2 separate regions of the Rattus norvegicus genome follow, and region 2 is linked to region 1. Evidence: chromatin contacts called from public Hi-C data. All regions are on one chromosome and are shown on one strand. The core of a region is the stretch at or near the end of the contact, and the rest is flanking DNA. Distances in the headings are between cores, read along the strand shown.

Region 1 (5,126 bases), core at 1,490-3,989:
TCAACATAGCTAATATAAAAAAAGAAAATAAAAAAGGACTTCCTGAATACAAACATACATACACACCCCTCTAAGCCCACCTATTCACCAAGAAACTCATTGAGCCCTTCAAGTTCTATTACAGACACAAGGTGCTCACAGGGAATTAAGCTAGGTACACCTCATGTACAGTGGTTTTCCATACTTTTCTGGGCAGCAAGAAGCTAACACTCACTCTTCAGAGTGAACGATGATGACAGGTGACTGCTGTTGCCTAAAAACAAGATGGACAGCTACTTTCAACAAGGGGAGGGCAGGATATGTGGTTCCAGGCATTATGCGAGACTGAGAACAAATGTGAATTGACTTCCTGGTAGGCAGGGACCCTGCAGACAGGGCTCAAAGCAGGTGAGTTCAGATAGCTTCTCACTTTTCAAGTACGGGTGGGTAGAGACACATCACATTAACATCATGCAGACAGAGCAGAGAGGTGCTTGCTTTGAGTCAGAGCATGAATGGGAAGGGGTGCTGTAAATACAGGATACAGCCGATAGAACAGAGCTGGTAAACTGAGGGAGAGAGTCTATCTGAAGCCTGACAAATCTCAAATGTTTCTTCAGAGCTACTTAAGAGAAATACACTGTCCGCACTGCACACCTCATCTGCCAGTTTCAATCTAAAGGATTCAGCCCTGCCTTTTCTGCCTGTGGATCCTCTCAGGAAAGAGTGATGCTCTCTCTTATCATCGCTAGCTGGTCAGAGCAGAGGCAAGGAAGCACCGTCTGGGACACATTATCTTTTTACTTCCATTGGACTTTCTTCCCAGGGACTGCTCCCAAAACACCTTGAAGAACTCCAAATTTGGATTATAAGAACATGTCCAATCTACTAGAATCTGATAAGACAAGCAACATTACGGCCACCCGGCTTATATCCTTCTCCACTCTCAAAGTGTTAAAAGGGAAAACACAAAGTCAACGGCAGCTCCTCCCCATGATGAAAACTGGCACGAATGAATTTACGTTCTGGCTGCTGGCCCTCACAAACCGTTACAAAAAAAAAAAAAAAAAAAAAAAAAAAAAAAGTTCGCCATGCTGAACTGCTCTAAATATTAATTCAAAGGGAAACAACGGCCCACTTCCACACCATTACACTGTAGTCTTCTCAAATGAGTGGGATGACCGCTAAATATTTATTATTAAACACATTTTGGAACTTTAGTGGAGTAAGAAAAAAAAACCTACAAAACCCAAGCTGAAACTTATGACAGTTGAGCACATGATGTCCACCATGAAGAGCAAAGACGAAAGCGTGTATAACTCTCCATGAAATCACAGTAGCAGAGCAGCCGCAAAGACTCAATTTCTCTATCCAACGCGAAGGGAATGAGGCATCGGACCTGGCCTGAGGAGGGAGGTGTTAGGGCTTTAACTCAACCGGCTCATCACAAACACGCCGGAACAATAGTACTACTATCTTCCTCCCGCTGACAGAACCGTGTGCCTGCAACCTCAGAGAGATCCAATCCCGAAGTCCACTGACAAGTTTCGCATTAAAATCAGGCCATTCAGAGGCTGTCCCCAAGCATGGAACGTGGTAGCAGCACACCACTGGTGCTGGTGGTGCTGCTGGTGATGGTGGTAGTGATGATGCTGTTGGTGGTAGTGGTGGCGGTGGTGGTGGTGCTGCTGCTGCCGCCGCTGCTGCTGCCGCTGCTGCAGCAGCTGCAGCTGCATCAAGGACGCGGCGCCTCTCCATTAGAGAAGAGCGTACATCCCTACCAAGGCCATTCCCCGTTAGCCCTAAAGGTTGCTCCATCTTGCTTCGTAGCCGGGATCCCCGGGCCCAGCTGCAGCGCGCAGGGGGCATCGCGGCTGCACCGCGCCAGCTGAGCCTGGAGGGCGGGGGCCGCGACACGCACACGCGCGCGCGTGCACACACACACACACACATACACACATACACACGCACACACACACACACATACACACACACACAAGCACGCGCGCACACAAGCACATGTACACACATGCACCCGCCCCGGGGCCACCACTCGGGGCCCGGGCCAGGGTCAGGGCCGGGGCCCCGCCATCCCCAGGCCCCGCGCGCGCCCTCCCCGGGGTGACAGCACGGCCCGGCCCGCGGGGCCCCAAGCGCGCGCCAGAGAAGCGGTGTCCGGGCCCGGCCCGGGCACGGGGCTAAGAGGGAATTGCTGTTACCTTCCGACAGCTCCAGCTCCAGCTCGGCCAGCCGGGCCCTCACCTCCAACGGCAGAGCCATGCCTTCCAGGCTGCGGTCCGCCATGCTCGCCGCAGACGCCCCCGCCCTGCCGGCCTCCTCTTTGTTCGCCGACGGAGGGCTCCTCAGCGGCCGCCGCTCGAATCCGGAGGAACCGCACCGAGGAGGCGGCGGCGGACGGGCGGGAGCGGGAGGCCGGGCGGCGGCGGGCAGGCGCGCGGGGATTTTCTCCTTAGCCTCCTCAGCCTCGTCAGTCTCCTCAGCGCCTCCTCAGTCTCCTCAGCGCCTCGTCAGCCTCCTCAGCGTCTCCTCAGTGCCTCCTCAGTGCCTCGTCAGTCGTCTCCTCAGCCTCCTCAGCGCGGCCCCGACCCTGGCGGTGGCTTCGCGCCCGGCTCTCTGCGCGCCTCCCCCAGCCGCCGGCTTCGGCCCCGCTCGGCCGGCACCGGATCACGGGCCCGCCCGCGGTCACGGCCACAGGGCTCTCTAGCTGCTCCGCGGCCGCCCTGCCCCGGCGGGAGCGAGCGCCGCTGCGCGCGCACCGGGCAACAAGAGGGCGCGCGCGGAGGGTGGGAGCGCGCGGACGTGCCACGGCGGCGCGCGCTCAGGGGGCGGGGCCTCCAGCGACTACTTCGAGAGCGCGCTCGTGGGACAATCTTGCGTTTGGCCCTGGGGGTCTTCCCAACCCCAAGGCTTAGGCTCCTCAAGACTCAAGGAGAAAAATAAAGAAAGGATTCTGATGCACACACTAGCCTACTTGTTAAAACTTCAAATGTCCTGGATCCTCGAGGGCTGATTTTTTTTAAAACACTTTTAAGAGGAAAAAATAATTTAAAAATAAATAGATAAAAACCAGCACGAGCCATAGATTGAGTACTAGGTTTGAAGTTTAAAAGCATGGATCTAGAACAGACCAGTATATGACCTTGAATCACACGATGTTTTGTCTAGACTTCATTTTCCCCACCCGTGAAAATAAATCGAGCTAGGTTGGGTCTGTCACACACTGTCCAGCCTTTCCTGAGACTGAGGAATGCCTGTTATGCATAAGGAATCTTCAACAAGTGTCTTCTCCCTCACACCCTATAATACCATGTCCCTTCTCCTACCTCCTGGGAGTTCTTTTCCCTTTGGTCATCACCTCTGATAGTATCAATGTCTATTCTGAACAGAGTCTGACTATTTGGGGACACTCTTGCATAGCCAGCTCTCTCCTGAATAACCTCACCTAGCTGCCCCCTGAAACCCCAAACACCATAAAACCAAAGGGAAAAAAAAAAAAACAGAATCTCCTAACATTAAACATCCACCTGCTTTTTAAAGTATTTTATTCATTCTCTCTCTCTCTCTCTCTCTCTCTCTCTCTCTCTCTCTCTCCCCCCTGCTCTTTTTCTTCTTTTATTGGATTTTTTATTTACATTTTAAATGTCATCCCCTTTCTCGGTTTCCCCTCCAGAAACCCGATATCCCACCACTACCACCCACACTTCTATGATGGTGCTCTCTTACCCTCCCACCTACCCCTCCTGACAATCCCCTACATTGGGGAATGGAGTTTTCACAGGACCAAGGGCCTCTCCTCCCACTGATGCTCGACAAGGTCATCCTCTGCTACATATGCGGATGGAGCCATAGGTCCAACCCTGTGTTCTCTTGGGACAGTGGTTTAGTCCCTAGGAGCTCTGGGAGGGAGTCTGGTTGGTTGATATTGTTGTTCTTCTTTGGCGTCCATAGGTTATTAAATTATAATAATAAGAGACATGAAATTGGGATAGTAGAAAGGTGGGGATGGATCCGGGAGGAGCTGAGGGATACGTTGTATGAGATTCTCAGATCCATCCCCACCTCTCCCTCCCCAAGAAGCCATCAACTGTCTGCAGGGATAGGAGCTCATTAGCCCTTTCCCATGGCATGCTAGAATGATGACTGGTTGATCCTGTGCAGGCAGCCACAGCTACTGTGCATTCGTGAGGTCTTGTCATGTCCAGAAGACAGTTTTGCCTGGCTCTTACAATCTTTCTAACCCGTCTTCTGTGATGGTCTTTAAGCTTTGGAAGTGGGGTTATGATATAGACACCCTATTTGTGGCTGAGCACTCCACTGACATTTGTCTTCTCTGCTTTGATCATTTGTGAGTTTCTGTGTCAACCACCACACAAAGGAACTCCTCTGATGAGGTCAGAAGGCTGCAGTAGTCTGTGGGTAGAGAGAGACACAAATTTAGAGGGCAGTTTGATGCCTCATCCATTTAGCGGAGTAGTAATAGCAGGTTAGGCTCACTCCTGGAGTCTATGATCTCCCCAGCCAGATTTGCAGTAGCAGGCATATGTTTCCTCCTGTTAGGCGGGTCTGAAATCCAATCAGACAGCACTTGTGAAAGCGTGTGACCTCGATCTTCACACATAGCATTAATACCATGCAAGGTATTATTGCAGGGTTCATAGATGTCTACGATTGTTAAGAGCACGCACATGCACACATGCACACATGCACTCGCGCACCTGCAGGCTGCATAACACCTTCAAGTACCACGCAAGACAGCCAGCAAAGAAGAAATTCCCTGAACAGCATTGATGGATTCCGCCGTGTCCTGTGAGAGAGAAATAAGCCACTGGCAGTGATGAACTTGAAAAGCTGTGAGCCCCAGACTGCTGGTTCTTTTGGCTCTATGCTGTGTCCTATACTGTGATGCATGTCCATTGGTTTGGTGTTTACTCAAGAACATATTAAAATAAAGTAGATAGTGCTGGCGCGATGCTTGGCCTCATTCTTTACATTATGATCAATCCGACCACTAACTAAGAAATCTCTAGAGATCTCATTCTACTTTCCATGTTATAGATGAAAAACCTCGGGGAAATGAAACATAATAAAATCAGGACTGAAACCCTAGTCTCCATTATTGTCCCATA
Region 2 (5,126 bases), core at 1,340-3,839, 87 kb after region 1:
GATCTTGTCTTGCTCAGGGGAAGTTACGCGCTGAGGAAAGCAGCTATCAGTCACCATGTTAGGGATTGGTAGTGCAGGTCTATAATCCCAGTCAGTCCAGAGATTGAAGCAGGAGAATTGCAAGATTATAGCTAGCCCTGACAACAGGAGGTGTTCAAGGGCAGCCTGGGTAGCTTCCTTACTTCAAAACAAACAAAAAAGTATGATGTAAAAACAAGCCTGGAGTAGTGGATCTTGCCTTGAGTTTGTGGTCAATCTGGCTACATAGATGAAGTCCAGACCAGCCTGGACTTCAGAGTGAGACGTGTCTCAGTAACAACAGAAGTCAGTAACTAAACAAGATAATTATATATTAATTAATAATAATATTCAAACAAAGACTATGGAACTAGGGGTCAATCCCCAGGAATGAGGAAAGAAAAAAGAAAAAAGTTTCTCTCCTCAGGCCCATTGTATTTTACTTTGTTCATTCGTTTGCTTTTCTCTGTGCATGCACACATGTGTGTGTACCTGTGGTAGCCAGAGGTTGCATACCTCCCCTGATTACTCTCCACTTTATTTTCTGAGACATATCTCACCGAACCCAGAGTTCACTCACAGATTTGGTAAGTCTGGCTGGTCAGTGAGCTCCGTGATCCTCCTGCCTCTGCTCTAATCAGCACTGCACTGTGCTCAGCTTCTCATGTGGGTGCTGGGGGACCCAGACTCAGGTCCTCATGTTTAACAACAGGCACTGGGCTGACTGAGCCCATCTCCAATCTCCTCAGCCTCTTTGCACACAACTTAGTTCCAGGGAAACAGAGGTCAATCCTGGACACTGGGGCTGAAGTCTTACTGGGAATCCTCACATCTCATTGGTGCTCTGTGGCATCAAAGTGAAGCAGCTCTGCTGAGCCCTGCCCAGATCTCCTTGGGCGCAGCTCACAGCAGGCCAGGCCTGGGGGGAGGCAGCTCGGATCTCTTGGATTATTTATAAGTTAGGTTCAGTGCAGCCCGTCTAAGCAATCTAAGCTCCCCTTCAAGGCCTGGCAGTCAGCCAGGGATGCACTCAGCCTGCCCTGCATACCCAGCCGTGATTGCAGTGGTGGGAGAAACCAGGGAACCCTCCCTCGTTTTGAAGAAGCTTTTTTCATGGTGTATGCTCAATCAAACTGTGCCTGAAAATCTGGGACACACGGGAATGTTTCAGTGGGAAATCCTTCCAGCCAGCAGCTTCTGTCACTATGTAATGGCTCTCATGCTCATGACGGTTACTGTCAGCAGCGCCGGGCATTGTCTAAGTTTGATGCAAAGCTTAAGTGGGTCATTTTTACCCCTGAACCCCCAACCCTCTCCTCCCCCTCTCCCTCCTCTCCATGCCCTCCTCTCCCTCCTCTCCCCCTCCCCCCTCACAGGTCTCATGTAATCCAGACTGGCCTCAGGTTTGATAGGAACTGGAGGATGACCTTTTATCTGGACACACCCTGGAGAAAGTGGGGAGTAAGAAGCTGGGCTGGAGCGAGAACGCAGCGATGAAGAGCACGTCGCTCTTGCAGAGAAACCTGGTTTGATTCCCAGCACCCACATGGTGGCTTCAAATCATCTATAACTCCAGCCCCAAAGGATCCGAAGCCTTCCTCTGACCTTCAACCTACATAACCAGGCAGGAACATGGTGAATGTATATACTCACAGGCAACGCACTCAGACACATAACTGATTAACTAACTAAATAAATCTGTAACTTAAAAAAAAAAGAAGGAATGGGTTGGGGATTTAGCTCAGTGGTAGAGCGCTTGCCTAGCAAGCTCGAGGCCCTGGGTGGTTCAGTCCCCAGCTCCAAAAAAAAAAGAAGGAAAAATAAATAAAAGCTGTGGGGGGTGGGGTGGGGAGGGCTTGGAATATGGCTTCTTCTGCAAGCTTGAGCACCTGAATTCCATCTCTGCATGAAAACCCATGCAGGAGCTGGACACCATGGTGCAAACTTGTAGTTCCAGTGGCAGAGGCTGAGACAGGCAGATCCCTGGGGCCCTATCGCTAGCTAGTCTTCTACTGAATGAGTTCCAGGCAAGGCCTTGTCTCAGAAAAGAACTGGTAGCCAGCTCTTCAGGAACAACAGCAGAGGTCACCTTCTGGCCTCTGCACGTCCACCTATGACCCCTCCCATGACTGTGGGGACATTTTGTTCAGGGGGCCAGGACTTCCACCTGACAGTTTGATCTAATGTGGCAGCTGAGGTAGACGCTGTCTCAGAAAGGCCAGTCTGTCAGGGAGGGCAGGACAAAGCAAACGAGGGGTCCCTGCTGGCATTCGACTCAGCCACTCAAAATCTTCACCTCATTTCTCCTTCATCCACCCTCACCTGGGGTGGGGAGCAGAACTATGCCCACTTAAAGGCAGAGAGAGCTGACTCCACAGCCCAGGTCCAGCGTAGAGCCAGGGTGTTAGCGTCAAAGGCTTTTCCCAAGCCCCAGGCAAGGAGGAGGGATGAGTCATGCCTTCCTACTCAGGAGAAGGAACAGAACCAAATGCCTCCTTCATCACTGAGTCACGGCTCGGAAGTGCCATTTTTAGACGTCTCAGGAGGCTCCGAGTTGGTGAATCAGAATACCCAGTACCGAGCTAGACTTTACAGAAGCCTGAAGTCCAAGAGGCGGAGTCTGGCACACTGAGCACACACAATTAGACGGGCACTGCCTACACAGAACCGCTGGGCTCGTGGACCTCCTTCAGGGAGGGTTAACCCTGCTTCTAAGGGATTAGTGTGCTGCACTCCCGGGAAGGGATGCAGGGGAGAGGAGTGGGGGTGGAACAGGGTTCAGGCTACATTGGAGAATGTAGGGTTGGTATCCTGGCTACAGTGGGAGGTTCATAATGTGAAGTTGCCTCAAGCTGTCACTAAGTCACTTGTGTAGTGTATCTCGGGGTTCTTTGAGAACAACAGCAACTCTTCAGAGTTTCTTGCAGCAGGGGTCCTAGGACACCAGCATGGGATACATAGAGTATGTGACTCATAAGGGTCTGGGTGGAGAAATGGTTAGCCTGCCCTTCCCTTCCCTTCCCTTCCCTTCCCTTCCCTTCCCTTCCCTTCCCTTCCCTTCCCTTCCCTTCCCTTCCCTTTCTCTCTCTCTCTCTCTCTCTCTCTCTCTCTCTCTCTCTCTCTCTCCCCCCCACTTTCTCCCTCCATGTGTGTCTTTACTGTTCTGTTAGCATCTCTGTTGAGCATATAACCAACCACAGTCACTTGTGCCCACCCAAGGGCCAAGGCCAGGAAAGTTAGATTCCTTGGGAAATTCTAGTTTGAGGCATCCATTGTTTCCACACTCAAGAGCCCTTAACTCAAGTTAAGAGACAAACATGCATACATCTTTGGAACATCTTCATTCCTCCTGGTGGTTACAGAACTACAGCAGGCTTAGGGCCCTTAGCACTAGAGACATGACTAGCTCTGTGGTGACAAATGCCTCCAGCCACCTGAGGGCATGCAGCCCCCACGTGCCTAAACTCCTGTGTTCAGCTTTGAGTATGGCCTGGGGACCAAGGGCATGGTATCAACACTGGCTTATGTGCCATAACAAGGCAAGGAGATTCTGCTCTGCAACTGGGCTAGGACCAACCAAGGCTCCAGAAGGAGGAACTCACTTGCAACTGGGTCATGGGTGGTAGAGAGGGCAGCATAAACGTGAAACACCCTCCAGGAGACAACGAACTCTCCATGGTGTCCCATTTCTGAGTATACACCCTGAAGAATTAAAAGCTGGGTCTCCAAAGATGCCTGCTTACCTCTCCACTCCCATCATGTGGAAAACAGCCAGGAGGTGGAGGCTGGGCAAGCATCCGTGAGAGAGGAATAAACAGAACACGCTGGGTACACACACGACGCAGACTCAGCTTTAAAGGTAGCGAGGAGGGCTGGGAAAATGGCTTAACAGGTAACAGCTCTGACATACAAGCGTGAGGATCTGAGTTCAAATCCCCAAAATCCGTGTCAAGGGATTCTATAACCCCAGTGTAGTAGTAGAGGGGCAGAGGCAAGAGGATTCCTGGGGCTTGCTGGCTACCAGCCTAACTCCATGTTCCGTGAGACAGCCTGCCTCATGGGGGCGTAAATCAGTGATGGCACAGGGCCTCCTACATCCTCCTCTGGCCCCCGTGCATGCAAGGGCCGGCACACACATGCACCACATATACATGCAAACAAACAAATAAAAAAATCGCAAGAATTTTAAAAATAGGAAGAAAATGGTGGCTGTCATGTGGATGAGCCTTGAGGCACTGTGCCAAGTGCAATGTTATACAAAGGCCAATGTCTGCCTAATGACTCCCTGTGTAAAGCCCCTAGAATAGTCAGATACACAGAGGCAGGATGTAGACCCTGGTTGCCAGGACATAGGAAGGAGTTGGTGCTTCGAAGAGGCGGGGCCGCAGTTTGGGAGGATGAAATGTTCTGCAGACGGGTGGTGATGATGGCGGCTGGGTGGACAATCGTGTTCATCCTAAATGTACTGTGAAAATGGTCAAGATAGGGGAAGAGGAGGGAGAAAGGAGGGGGGAGGGGAGAGGAGGGGAGGAGGGGGAGAGGAAGAGGAAGGGGGAGAGGGGGAGAGGAGGAGGGAGGGGGAGAGGAGGAAGGGGAGAGGAGGGAGGGAGAGGAAGGAAAAAGGGAGACCCCATGTGTTGGGACTCAGTCAGCAGAGGGCAGGCACATCCTCCTCTATGGGCACAGTCTTCCTTGGCGACCCACGGGAACAGCTCAGGTTGCCTGAGATTTTTTTTTCCCCACCCCCTGAGATTCTTGATATGTGAACAACATAGTCCAGTAAAGCCTTGTGCGAGTGAGTGGCAGACCCAACCCCAGCTATAGGGAGGTAAACGCAACAGAATCAGTGGTTCAGGTTATCCTCAGTTACACATGGCCTTCCTGGGCTACTTGGTGGGGTGTCTCACCACAGATAAGGATGGCCCTCTTTCCACAAGATTGGGGATTCTAGAGGTGCAGGGTGTTCTTGGGTGAGGACTTCCCAGCTGTCCAACTTGGAGACATTCATGCAAGGGAGTGGAAGGGCCACTCTCTAGTGCTACCCTCACAAGGGGACTGGGGCACAGTGAGCACAGCTCCCTCTGGCGCTGCAGTCAGCCAGAGCCCAC

The links. Hi-C and Micro-C count contacts between places; a contact is called where the count stands out from the background.
Region 2: a contact with region 1 is called in a Hi-C map of Schwann cells, with 7 times the contacts expected there. The contact joins the enhancer-like site here to the promoter of Dip2c in region 1. A contact is called at or near these places in 5 of 12 Hi-C or Micro-C datasets (Schwann cells, frontal cortex, hepatocytes and 2 more) and 1 of 1 datasets of contacts at active chromatin or transcription factors (oligodendrocytes).

Annotation. Positions count from the first base shown.
Region 1 is chr17:65,720,863-65,725,988 of GRCr8, forward strand. Dip2c (disco-interacting protein 2 homolog C) reads right to left here and starts at 2,740. Exons shown (of 38, transcript NM_001107360.2): 1 at 2,199-2,740. The coding sequence starts at 2,283.
Region 2 is chr17:65,807,737-65,812,862 of GRCr8, forward strand. No RefSeq gene overlaps it. Among named protein-coding and RNA genes, the nearest start is that of Dip2c, 87 kb to the left of the region's middle. Within about 2 kb of position 2,590, at least 34 of the 93 cell types and tissues checked have an H3K27ac peak or open chromatin away from gene starts, as enhancers often do. A contact at or near this core is called in Schwann cells and prefrontal cortex, where this site is marked.